2 separate regions of the Rattus norvegicus genome follow, and region 1 is linked to region 2. Evidence: chromatin contacts called from public Hi-C data. All regions are on one chromosome and are shown on one strand. Each heading gives the region's core, a stretch centred on a gene start, on an enhancer-like site or on the middle of the called end of the contact. The rest is flanking DNA. Distances are from core to core; before and after follow the strand shown. Region 1 holds the start of Ntf3 (neurotrophin 3). Region 2 has its middle 120 kb from the start of Ntf3.

Region 1 (7,035 bases), core at 2,585-5,084, 120 kb before region 2:
CAATTGTGAGCTGCCGTGTGGGTGCCGGGAATTGAACCCACGTCCTCTGAAACAGCAACCGGTGCTCGTAACTGATGAGCCATCTCTTCAGAACACTGCTTCTCATATCTCTATTAGATCTAAGCTGGTCCTTAGTGCCATGACGTGTTTTCCTGGGACAGCAGACATTTTAGAGAGAGCTAAGCTTACTGCATAAGCATAGGCACATCCGTCGGCTTCCGGGGACAAATAATCTCATTTGGGAGGGAGGAGAGAATCCCCCCAAATAATGTCTCATATATGCTCCAGACATTTGGGAATCGCTGCTAACTGACAGGCTAGCCTGTGTGCTTAACGCATTTGTCATGGGGAGCCAAAGTGACATAGTGCATCCAAGCCCCTGACCCTAAATTCCTGTTTCTAATGCAGACACCTTTCTCCTGCACTTTGTTTTAGAACTGTAGACTTTCTGGCTTCATCGTCTGGGTGACTCGTAGAGCAAAAGCAAGCAAAATTTCTGTGGCTATTCATATTGACTTTAGTGCCCTCCAGCAGCACAGGCAACTCGGCGATACTTCAGGATCAGCTGAGGTACACTATTTATACAAAGGCAAGTAAAAGAAACACCGTGAAGTCTAGTCTGTGAGCCAAGGCTAACTGCTTAATGAAGCATACCTTTGTCGTATACAGGTCAAACGGGACCAACTCTCTCATTTCCTAGGTCAATATTCACTATGTGTATACCATTGCTGCACAGGAAACCCTTTCCACCCCAGGTAAACATGTGGGAGTCCACTGAAGGGCAACAGAAGTCCATGCGGTTTTCCACCTTTTCCTTTTGTTTCTGTTTAGAGTTTCAACCACACCGTGGCGCTATTACAAAAGATAAGGGTAGGCCAAAGGCAAGCTCTAGGAAGTTGCCTGAGGAGAGAGTTTAAACAGGGTTTTCAAAAAGCTGACCCTGGTTTCTGCCCTCACGAACTGCTTTCAGGAATCGGGACCTCAGACACAATAGAGAGAAAAATCAAGTCCACTGACCCCAAGAGACCACGACTTAGTTACCAGAAGGCATTGCTTTCAATGGCGCGCACACATTCCTTTGCTTCCTGTCCCATATGCTGGTAACTCTGGCTACATATCAGGCTCTTAGCCCTTGTCTTTCTACAAAAATTAAAACTCCACTGAGAAACTTGGTTTTGCCTAGAAGGCGCTATAACTCTGACAATCTTTTTTCCGCCTGTAAACCAGGGTGCTTTTTCTGCCTCCTTTTCTGCCCCGCATCCTTCTTTGATATCTGAGCTCCTAGAAATCCAAAATGCCTTTAGAGTCTCCTGAAGGAAGAGGGGAACTTTAGCCCTTCAGTGGAAAGAACAAGGAAAGAAAAGAAAATCCTTAGTTGGGTCTTACATAAAGAAAAGGACGAGCATTCTCCACAGGTTGGGGGTGGGGGTCGGGCTGGGAGTGGGGGCAGGTGGATCAGTTCTACAAAAGTGCGTCTTTGCTCTGTGCTGTGGCCTAGGTCTCTCCCTGCTCCCCTCTCCTTTCCCCATTCTCTGCCCTCCCCCGAAAGACACCGCACATATTTGGCAAGATTAAGGTGTCACCTCTCATATTACAAGGCCTGTTGATTGCAGGCAGAGACAGACCCTCCTGCACCCTTGAGTTGGAAACAATGCAGTCTTCCTGACGTCGCCCAGGTCTGGCAAAGGGAGGCGGCCAGCCAGTGCACCGCATCTGCAGAACAAATCGGAGTCTCGAACTCTGCTGCCTTTTCTTCTGACTGTTCATATTTAAGCTTGCCCCTCTTAGACCCCTCCTCCCTCCAGACCGCCAGTGACCGGGGAGCAGCCGGCGGCGGAGCAGCCCACACGTGTATTTAACCCGTTCCTTCCTTCCTTCTCCGGGAATCAAGCACCTCTTTGGTTGCAGTCTGTAGAGCCCCGGGACCAGGAGCTTGAGAAATGAGCCCCTAGAACTCCGCTGGCAGGGAGACTGGCGGGAAGGGAGGGGGAAAGCGGGGGGGGGGTTGGGGGGGAAGGCAAGTGCGGGAAGTGGGGGAGGGCAGGGGCGGGCCAGAAGACCGCGAGAAAACCAGAACCTCACAGAGCACGCCCAAGCCAAACCTCCAAAGTGCTGTGTGGCAGGGTGAAGGGGAAAACTCTGCAGCCGGATCGGATCCCGAGGAAGAAGATATTTTGGCCGGAGGGAAGCCTTTGAAGGAGAACCCAGCCCTTTTGAGGGACCATTCGAGGTGACGTCCTTGGGCCTCTGTGGGTGCTGCAGGCCATTTTCGATGTGGCAGCCCCCGTCAGCCAGGATAATGATGAGGCAGGTACAATCTATCTAGTATGCAGCCCCCCCCCCCCGACTCTGACTCTCCATCCTCTCTGGCCTCCCTTCACCCCGCAGCTTCTCTCGGCCTTAACCGGTGAGTGCAATTCTGGCACTCCTGGGTGTGGACCAGACCCATACATCTCCAAGGAATGCGTGTTCAGGTTTTGAACCTGGAGCCTTGCTAAACCTCATTGCGAGCTGCTTATCAGACTCCATCAGGAGGCAAGGAAGAGGTGGGCTATTAAATCGCCTCTCCTAGTGCGTGTGAGTCAAATGTCCTGAGAGAGGCAACTTGGAGGGGAGGGGGGAGGGGAGCACTTGGACTTGAGTTCCACCTTGCAAGAATGAGGGAGGCAATGAGGAGCGATACTATACTACTTTCCCCTTACCACTAGGATTCCCCGCCTCCCCCTTCACTTCTCTTGGATCGCAATTGAGCAAAATCTAGATGCTCTCACCATTGTAAATTCTGAGAGGACCAGCTTGGGTCAAGTGAGGGTCTAATGAATAGCTAAAATTATCTATAAATAAGACCTCTGCCTCCACCCTGGGATCTTTTCCTGGAATGAGTCTAGCGGTTGTGGAAGAAAGCACCGCTATTTTCAGGGAGTCCAAGAGGTGTGTTGCTTTTCTTCTGGGCAAATTGTTTTTGTACAGAGTGGTGAGTGCTGGGCCAAGGCTCAGCTCCAGGGCCCGTCCTACCTTGAAAGGAAGGGGTAAAGAAGTTAAGGGAGTGTGTAAGAAGTGGGACTTTGACTCGTGCCTCTCCTTTTCTCTCACACACATGCGGCACACATGCAAGCCACCCCTCCCTTGGTTGCTCAGCAGTCCCTCTCGCACCAGACCTCAGCAACTTAACTTCCTAGACAGTTTGAACTGTGCTTTAGGCTGAGGAGTTCAAGGGCAAGCAAGCAGATTCCTGTTGTTGTTAGAGGAGGGATGGGGGATGGGGAGGTTGATAAGGGGGTGGGGAGAGATCCAAAGCTAGAAGGGTCTGAGGTTTGGAGGCAGAGCTAAGGTTGAAGCTTAAGCTTTCCTGAGCCAAGGGGCAAGAAAGGCCTTCTTCTGCCTGGTTAAATAGAAAAGAGAAAGAAAGAAAGAAAGAAAGAAAGAAAGAAAGAAAGAAAGAAAGATTAAAAGAAAAAAATCAAGAATAAGACAAATCAAAGATATTAGCGTGTAAAATATGATAAATTGGATGTTTTCGTCGGCTCCTCTCCATCTCTAAAAGGCAAGGTCACAAGAGGAGGTACTAAAGAATAGGCTATTTTGAGAGGGCTTATTTGCTGTTTGTTCGTTTGTTATCTTTTGAAATGGACTAGGAGAAATGACTAGGTCTTCCCTTTGGTCTCAAGAGCAAACTCCAAAGTGCCAGGGCACCGGCCTGCAAGTCACTGCGGGCGGGGCTCGGGGGCGAGTGGCTTGGCGCGGAAGGGGTTAAGGCGCTGAGCGCGGAGCCATCTGGCCGGGTTGGCTGGTTATAACCGCGCAGATTATGTTCACGGGACTCAGAGTTGAAGGCTCCTCTCCTTACCCAGCATCTCCGCGCACCGCCCCGCGAGATAGCCCGGCGCAACTTTCTTCCCTCTTTCTTTCTTCCTCCCGTTTTTTTCCCACCGCTGGGTAGTGGCTGCGGCAGGGGTGGGCGAGACTGAATGACCGAACTCGAGTCCACCTTTCTCTTCATGTCGACGTCCCTGGAAATAGTCATACGGATGCCATGGTTACTTCTGCCACGGTAAGGGGAGGTGGCGGGCACGTTGGGTGGGCAGGTCCCGGAGGGGGTGGGGGATCGCGTGGGGGAAATTTTCCTGGGGATCCGCGTGGGGGCCCCAATTCTGCACCCAGCCCCACCCCCATCGCGCAACACACTCTTAACTTTTAGGTTCTTGTGCCTTCCCTAAAGTTTGAGCTATAGAATCTGCCCAGGCCTTGGCGCAATTACCACCACCCTCCTTTCACATGCATGCACACTGTGCGCGCGTGGATACGGCTTTCCTCCTCCTCCTCCTCCTCCTCCTCCTCCTCCTCCTCCTCCTCCTCCTCCTCCTCCTCCTCCTCCTCCTCCTCCTTGTCCTTTTCCCTCTGGTCCCCTGGCTGCTCAAGAAACCTCCCTCAGTCTGGGAAAGTGATCAGATTTGAGAAACCTGCATCGGGAAGGGAAGGAGGTGAAGGCGAGGGAAAATGGGGACCACGAAAAGGCAAGAAAGGGATTCTGCACACCCGGCTCCACCTCATGCACACATACACACCTACAACCCTCCGATCTGGTTCCCCCAGAAGACTCCCGCGCATACTATAACAAAAGCGAATAGCAGACAAAAATGGGGCTTGGAAGAGGCCATGATCCCGGCTTGCGCCCTGCACCCCGCTGGCCACCAGACAGCGATCGACCGACCGCCTCACCACGCAGCCAGGCAGGGCGTGGGCTGGGGAGGGGGGTGCAAAGCTTAGGACCCGACCGTCAGGTTGGGGGAGTTGAGACTGTAAGCCCAACAGTGCGTACCTGCGTTATTGTCCCACATAAACCTTTTTTCTCTGAGAGGGTCCCTAGCTCCAGGCTACTCTGGCCAGCGCCAACCCAGTGGCTCCCCACCCTGGGTCTTCGCGCAGATGTTAGAGCTAGCGCTCAGCCTGCGGGTCTGAGACGCAACCAGGGAACGGTGGGTACCTAGGCGGTGCCATCGGTAGGGATTTGGTACCAGTTTCTCAGAGTTCTTTTTAGGGTCCCCGCCCCCGCCCCAAGAGGTGGTATGGGAAGGCCGGGAGCTTTAGAGACCCTCAGAGTTAGGTCGGAGTTAGAAGAACCCACAGCGAACTGGACTCTTTTCTGTTACCACCACGGAGCTCTGCATAGTGGTGGATACTTCTAATGAAATTTGGCACTCTTGAAGGTGTGGAATGGGAGGGGGTGGGGAGGTCCTCTTTCCTTGTCGCTTTCGGGAGTGAGTGGGTGTGCATCCAAGAGGCGCTACTGCTTTGCGCAATTTTGGCGTTCTTCCGCAGCGCTCAGATACGCCTTACTGGAACTCCAGCACCGAATGGTGTGGACACAGTTGATTAGAGAGGTCGCAGGCTGGAATTGGAATCGAGGTTCGCGTATTCCAGATCTGGGAAGCACCCACCAGATTGACCCCGACCTCTGGCGACCGGCGGGTAGCAGGTTGAGAGTCTGAGTGAAGGCTGCTCTAGGACGCGGTCCCAGCCAGGGCAGGCTGCTTGTTAGCTAGTGTGCTGGAGCCCCTGAGCCGGGACTTGTTTATGAGTGTGAAGAGGTTGGGGGCGGGGACCTGATGGGGGAGGGGAAGGAAGACTGTAAGGGTGGGTGTTACTCGCTGAGTCTGAGGCTGGAGATTCTGCGGGTTATGGAGTGTGGTGGCAAACCTGCTTTTCAGTAAAGGGATGTCTTTCCACTACAAACCAGCGGCTGAGGAAATAGCTAACTAAGCACACTGCCCTAAACGTCAGTTGTTCCAGGGAAGCTTTACAATCGGTTCTGTTTTCTAAACAGCCCGAACTTTGCCAGTTTACTCCTTCTTCCCTGATCTTGAGGTGTTGCTCAAAGAAATTTGAGAGGTGGAATCTAGAAGGTATAAACCCAACTATCTCTGCCTTCGAATGAAACAGACCCGAGTGTAACGTTGGGAGAGAGTGGAGAGAGAAAAAGAGAGCAGCGGGCTGCTGTATCTGTATATAAAGATAGAAGAAAGTTTACCCGGCGTTTGCCTCGGGGAGAGCAAGTAGGATTGCCCTTTGGTGAGGGCTATGTTGAAGCTGGCCTTGAGAAGATCGGATCTGTTTGAGTTGGGTCTGATTTCTTAAGAAGGGAGACCGATCCCTGGGTGGCCAGAGAACTAGTTGGGAGGGCTTTCTCAAGTCTCAGTGAGAGAGGGGCTTGGGGGGTAGGAGAGTAGAGCTGGGGGTGGAGCTCGCCCCAGCTTCTTCCAGCCTGGCTGGCCCTGGAGGGGTGCAGAGCTTGTGTGATGGGCATCTGTGTGCTTAGCAGGAGATGAGAGCTTGTGGGAACATAGGTGTAGCTAATGAGAAATCTGTGTCTGGGAAGGGTGTCGGAGCTGGGGAAGTGTAGTATGCTGAAGACAGATGGCTTGTGCGTGCCTGCACAGACACATGGGGTGGGTGTGGTGTGGGAGGGCGGCTGTGTGTGTGTGTGTGTGTGTGTGTGTGTGTGTGTGTGTGTGTTAAAGGTGGACATGTGTGGGGGCTGGATGCCTGAAGATTACTAAAGGGATGTAAAGGGAGATTACCTGAGGAGAGTGGAGTGTTAACGCCATAGGCTTGGACAGCCCTAGGATTTAACTAGAAGGACTCTGGGGCACACGGAAAATAAAGAAGCACAGGCTCTGGCATTCGTGTAGAGAACAGTGCAGGGAAGGACAGCTTTTGCCTCTCCATCTTCCAGTGAAGGAGCCGGCTGGCCAGCCCGGGAGGACTTCGAATGAGGGTTACACGTTCAAGGGGAAAGTTCCTGTGTGTGGGAACAGGGTCCAGTGACAGGAAGTGCTGTGTGCACAAGACTCCTGAGTAAAGAAATCCTTTTGGATGCCAAGCTTTAAGGACTCACACTGCGTGAGACTATGTAATGGGCTCTCTTATTTAGTAGACGGACGCGCTACCACAGTTAATGTTGATTATTATTTTAAAAAAAAAATTAACCGGGTGCCTCCTGGATGCTCAGCTCATTGTTGGGGGCTGAGACATGGC
Region 2 (6,399 bases), core at 1,512-4,011:
ACTCTAAATTCCAAACTGACCCTTCTCACAGGAGGGGACATCCTCCCTCGGAAGGGGAGGCTAGACTGACAAGCATGACTTAATACAAGGAGTTTCTAGAAAAAAGAGCTAGGTAGGTTGGTTCAAGAACCTTTTGATTGCACTCATCTGGCACAAAAGGCCATGTTTCTAAAATTTGAAGAAGAAAACAAAAACAGTCCTTCCTCTTTGCAAGTCATTTTTCTTCTACTCTTCATATTATGATTACAGTACTGGGGAAATCCCTGAGGTTAGCCTGCGCTACTATGACCACTGAGCCTGAGTGTGAGTCCTGGCCTTGCCATCAATATTCTGTAGAGTAGATACATATCTCCCACGGTCCATTCACACAAAGGACAGAACTCTTCTGTAACCCTCTGTGTGTGTGTGTGTGTCAATGTCTCAGAGAATGCCTTCAGAGACCCTCCCCCTTTACATAGAGCAAGACAGACACAACACACAAAGCCTCTTGGGGAGCTATGAATGGCCTCTTAATTGATCTCCCTTGAACTACATGCATGAGCAAGAGATTAATAGGAAAAACAGCTTGGCATCCAAGCTCTTGACGTGAACCATCTGGAAAAAATGAGACAAGGAAAACCCTTCATAGGAATCTGTGAAGATCAAACAAGGTGATATGTTTAGTTCTTTTTTTTTTTCCTTTGGTTCTTTTTTTCGGAGCTGGGGACCGAACGATATGTTTAGTTCTTATCCCAGAAGGTGACGCCTGTGGAGGGATCGATGGGTGGTGATTACCCTATTACACCCTGTCACTGGAGGTCCCGACTAGCCTCCAACAGAGCACACAAGACCATCAAGTCCAAGCAAGGTAGTTTCATCTCCATAGAGGAGGCTGGATTGTGAGACCACAGGGAATCCTGGTAGCTGTGAAAGAAGTGAAGCAATTTGCTAAGCCTCCCCAGGTGTCAGTCTAGGGATTGTTGAAGCAGGATTAGTGCCCACAAGTAAAATTATGCTGACACTAGTGCAGGTTAGCCTCTGGGACTCCCTGAAGGGCTCTCAGGACTGCAAGCACAACAGAAAGAGAAGCACTTTGCAAATCGGAAGGACTATTCTCTAACATCTTAGAAACATGGCAGGACCATAGAAGTTTCCCCAAATTTGATGACACTCTTAGATTCCTATGAAATGACTGAGAAGAAAGGAACTTTTCTCTGAGTGTATTTTTAATCAGAAATATGTAACAAATGTTGCTGAGACTTGAGTTACTGCTGTCCTTTGACAGCATTGCTCTGAAAAAGCAAAGAGCACCCAGCCAGAGATGTGAGGGAGAGCATCTCCAAGGACTCTAAAGATGTATGAGTCAGTTAATGAAAAACGAAGGGCTTGGTTACAGTCTGTGAGGTTTGTAACATTAGCCTAAATTTTGTATTTTGTTGTGATTTTTATTGTCATGCTACACATGACATTCATCTTCATACCTGGTTGTATTTTACCATTTTGGCTACTTTTTTCTTAGGTGCCTAAAACTGTAAAAACTGCTGTTCCCATGATCCCAAGTCCTGCACATCAGTGATTTCCTTTTGGTGGAATGTATGTGGAGAGGAGCTTTATGTATGCTGCCTATGTTACATTCCCTTGGTGCTAGAACTCAAGGGCAAGAGTATTTCTCTCAGTTCATAGCTTCAGAGGGCTCAGTCTATTGGCAGTTGGTCTCATGTGCTTGGGCAGTGGTACCATGTGGTGGAAGGCAGCTATTCACATCGAGGTAGACAGGAAACAGTAAAGACACAAGGAGGAGCCAGGGATAATAGACTGGAGTGACCTACTTTTCGAAATAGGCAGGTCCCATCTCTTGAAATTTCTAGAGCCTTCCAAACTAGTAGCACCAGCTAAGGATCAACCATGCAATGGAGACCGAAAGGCATTCCTGAATAGGAAGAGACTCAAGAAGGAAATGGGTGCCACTGGGGAGACAGATGAGAAGACAGAGCTCTGCCTTGTTAAAGACAGCAGGCAATAAATCAAAGCAAGGACAAGAGAATCTGGGGGACAGGTGGCACAGTAAAGGCAGGTGTTGGCGCTTAAGAAAACCATGCATGACAATGACTTGATGCGACAGGAAGTGAAGAGCAAGCAAGAACAGAACAGGGCCCTGGGAAACAGAATGGGGAGGCCTAGTTGAGGGGCTTCATCTGTTTCTTGATCAGCAGCCTCCCTCAAATCAAGCAGATGTGGTTCCTGATAGAAGTTGACACATGTTTGCTCTCTGCAGAGTCCGATGCAGGCCAAGAAGAGTCCATCATGCTGGGAACAAACTAGGAGCAGGTTCTGGTGCGGGATCCATGTCAAAAGAATACCTCTCTCCCTTAGGATCCAGGGTTTCGTCCCCCTAATTGAGCAAGACAACCTGGCTCAGAAGCCTCTGTCCTCTGTGCCTCTCCATCATGCTAACAGGAAGTGAGAGGAAGCCAGGGCCATCAAGCAGATGGTTCCTGAGCTGACAAGCAGACGGTCTCTTTGAATTTCCACCTGGATGTTGCCTTGTTCTTCTTTTCTGTAGACAGCAGCTGTTGCACAGTGTTGTCTAGCCTGCTTCTGCAAATGTTCATCCCTGGTGGCACTGCCATTCACTGATGTGCTGGACGAGAAAAGGGAAGCAGAAGAGTGGGGCAGGCAGCTGGCCAGATGTGCAAATAGGGCTGCCTGCTGGGGCCACATCTGCTGTCTTCAGAAAGTGGGCTACTCATCAAGGGCAGGATCTGCTCTCTGGCGCCCTCTGCTGTAGCTGGGAGATTAAGAGTTTGGAGTGGGTGGGTGCAAGAGTAGGATTTGCAGGCAATGGCCACATGAGTTGCAGATGGTCAGGGTGCATGTTCCAAAGATGACTCAAATGGGAAGGTGGAAGGTAAGACTGAGTCATCTGCAGTGAGCCACGCCTTCCGTGTGTACCATTCTATAGGGAACCTAGAATTGTGCATGTCAGAACAGAGATGGATGTTAGGGCTTACCCAGTCCCATGCCTTGGCTTGCTAGATGAGCAACCTATCTTGGAAACACTCTGTTGATAAAGTAGAGGAACCATTGATACAGACAATGCAGGACAGCCGGGCCATGGGAAGGCTGGGTGGAGTCACGCTCCCTTGCTTCGTATAAGCAAGTGCTTAGATGGGACTTACAGAAAGTATCGGAGGCTAAGAATGGACTGAGTCAGGGGAAGAGGACAGAGGAAAAGGGGCATCAAGGTTCTAGGAAGGACATAATACCAGGGCATAGGCGATCGGACAAGGCTCTAAAACGTTGAAAGAATGGGTGGTGGGCATGAAGATCACACTCTAGAAAACCAACTAGAACTTCAGTGTTTCCCTGAAATCACCAACACAGTTGAATTGCATATTTCTGGAACTTGCTCTCAACCTGGAAGAACCAGAGACGTCCAGAGACGAAAAGGTGAGTAAGCAGGTTTTGTATTCCAGGCATGTTAAATGAAAGAAACTCACTTAGAAACACATCCTAGTGAGATTTTTTTTTAATTGTGAGAAACAATTTTGAAATCTCACATGAACCGAAGCAGTAGAAATAGACCTTGTAGAGGAATATCCATCAATGGTCCGAGAGGCCATTCCTCCAAACCCCAAAAAGAACATGGACTAATAGCCATAGCCACAATATTGTGGAAGAGAAGATGGTGACCTGAGAATGGGAAACCCAGCCAAGCCATCATTCCAAAGCAGCTCAGAAACTCATCTGCTGAGGGAATACACCACTGACATACCCCATGTCTTAGGTCAGGTTCTCTGGCAAGCAGCCCCAAGATGAAGGTCTGCACGTCTTCTTTGCAGGAGCTTAACAGAGGGCAGGTTCCTGAACAGTGGGGGAGGGGAGGGATGACCACAGAATTGAGGAGAAACTGAGCTACAGTAAGCACAGAGGGGTGGAGGCTCAGGGGACAAGGTCAATCAACCACCATGGTATAAAGGGAGCTCTGGGGCTGAGGGAACCCCCAAGACTGTGCCTGGACAAAAAGACAGGATGAGCCCTAGCTCTGCTGTGCTGAGTCCCTTTGCTAGTGTAGGCTAGCCGAAAGCAAGGCATAATCTTGGTCCAGGAAAGTCCCTTATATTACCCATAATTCTAAGGGGGTCGCTAGGTGAGGCCATAAGCAGCAGAACTGAGGACCTGGTGGCTTCTTTAATTCCACCTTACGTAATTCTAACCCTGGACACCAACTGGCAAATGAATATGCCAATATAAAAATGCCATGGTTTTCTTAAATTCTTTTCTTTTAAAAAGATTAATTTATTATTTTATGTGCATGCATATAGATGTATGACATGGATGCAGTACCCAAGGAGGCCAGAAGACATCATATCCTGGTGAAGTGAAGTTACAAATGACTGTGCTGGAAATCAAACCAGGACCCTTCCCTAGAGCAACACGTGCTCGAAACTGATGAGCCGTCTCTCCAGCCCCTCCTAGTTCTTAACTTCAAACTTTGCTTGGTTGTGACTTTCAAACCGTAGGACAAAACTTGATTCTTTGGTTTCTCCATCCTAATTCTCGCTTCCTGAAGTTCTTCCCATAGGCCAGTCACATCTTCCACTGCCATTTAAGACCAGACAATAAACTGCTGTCTGGCTCTCTACCTTTCTCATTCTCTCTCTCTCTCTTTCTCTATCTTATTTCGTAACCAATGACTAATGCATTTATAAGGCTAGTAGGTTGTGTTGGCAGGATTTACAACAGGAAGACTTCCATTTATCTCACAGAAAACCAAACTTAAATACAACAAAACCACGACCATTGTTTTGAGGCAGGGACTTAGCCGAGTTTCTGAGTCCTTCGGAGCCTTGTGGAGTTGAGCAGAATTCCATTTCCACAGGTGGGATAATCTGAGGTGGGCCCAGTCTGGAAGGGCTGTGAGGAGAGACACCAGGAAGGCTTTGCTTCCACTTGTTATACCTTTTTTTGATATTAAAAAAAATGTTACAGGTGTGATGACACACACTCTAATCCCAATGCTCTCAGGACGTCTCTGAGACTGGTGGATCTCTGGGAGTTCAAGGCCAGCCTGTTCTACAGAGAGAGTTCCAGGACAGCTGGAACTGTGTAGTAAAACCTGTCTAATGACACACACTCGAAAGAAAAAAGAAAGCCCATTGAACTGATTCACACCAAGCAACCCTCAGACTGCGTTTATTTCTGTTCTCCACAAGGAAAGGCTGCTGATGGTTAAGGAAAGGGTACAGTTCCTCACCAGGCCCCTCCTCATCATAGTCTCTGCCTAGGTGGGTAACCAATTCTCTTCTCAGTGTGTCTGACTCGGATTATTCCATTTGCAGAAACGGAATTCTGTTCAACTCATCAGGGTTGTGAATGATCCAGACACTCTTTGCTAAGTTCCTGCCTCAAGACGACAGCCACAATTTTGTCATATTTAAGGTTGCTTTACCTGTGAGACGGATAGAAGTCTTGTCTTTTGCAGATCCTGCCAACACAATCTACTAACCTTATGAACACATTAGCCACTGGTTACAACATGAGTCATAATTGAGTAAAAAGACAACAAACAAACACACAGCAAGCTGGTTGCAAACGATCTCTTGGAGGTAAGTACTAAGGCAGCTTAAGAACACATACTTCTCTTGCAGAGAACTAAGGTAGGTTCCCAGCACCCACACAGAATGTCTCACAGCTGCCTTAGACTCCAGCGACAGGGGCTCCTCCTCCCTCCTCTGTACTCCTCGGGCATAGTACTACATGGCATGTGCACCCTCACATACTCACATACATAAATAAAAATGAAATTTTAAATTAAAAAGTAATATTCTCAATGGACACATGCAATTTTAAAAATTAAACATTATTTCAAATCGATGCCTGTGACTGCCTAGATTGTATGAACACAAAAACTTGTGTCACATATTAATATATCTGGATATAAACGTATGTCAGATATTGTTATATTTTATCTGGAAAGGGAATAAGATATGTGTGACCTTATCTCCTTTTTCTTCCTTCATTAGTTCTGAGTTTTATTCACAATGTTTTCCTTATGAAACCACAGAACAACAACAATAAAAATTTTCTCAAAAGCCCAGAGAAGAAATGTTAATGTTTGCTCTGTTTTTAAGACCTCTGCTATCCTTTCTCCACTCCAACTTAACAAGTGTTCCAGAAAATTCTCTTTCTTGGGTATACAACAACATTTGCCACTGCTTCTGCAGTAAAGCAGAGGCACCCAGTGGTCTGTCTGGTAACAGGCATGTCCCTGAGATTGTTTGAATCCAAGATAAGGGTGAGTGGTTAAATCCCTCACTCTCCTGTGGTGCAACTGAGGGCACTATTCAGGCTTTCCACAGTGGGAACCTGCCTCGGGTCAGGTTAGCTCGCCTTTCTGTAGGCTGTGTAGACCTCCCC

What was found. Hi-C and Micro-C count contacts between places; a contact is called where the count stands out from the background.
Region 1: a contact with region 2 is called in a Hi-C map of psoas muscle, with 3 times the contacts expected there. The contact joins the promoter of Ntf3 here to the enhancer-like site in region 2. A contact is called at or near these places in 5 of 12 Hi-C or Micro-C datasets (hepatocytes, kidney, liver and 2 more).

The regions. Positions count from the first base shown.
Region 1 is chr4:160,665,706-160,672,740 of GRCr8, reverse strand. It overlaps Ntf3 (neurotrophin 3), which reads left to right and starts at 3,834. Exons shown (of 2, transcript NM_001270869.1): 1 at 3,834-4,051. The coding sequence starts at 4,034.
Region 2 is chr4:160,544,238-160,550,636 of GRCr8, reverse strand. No RefSeq gene overlaps it. Among named protein-coding and RNA genes, the nearest start is that of Ntf3, 120 kb to the left of the region's middle. Within about 2 kb of position 2,761, at least 2 of the 93 cell types and tissues checked have an H3K27ac peak or open chromatin away from gene starts, as enhancers often do.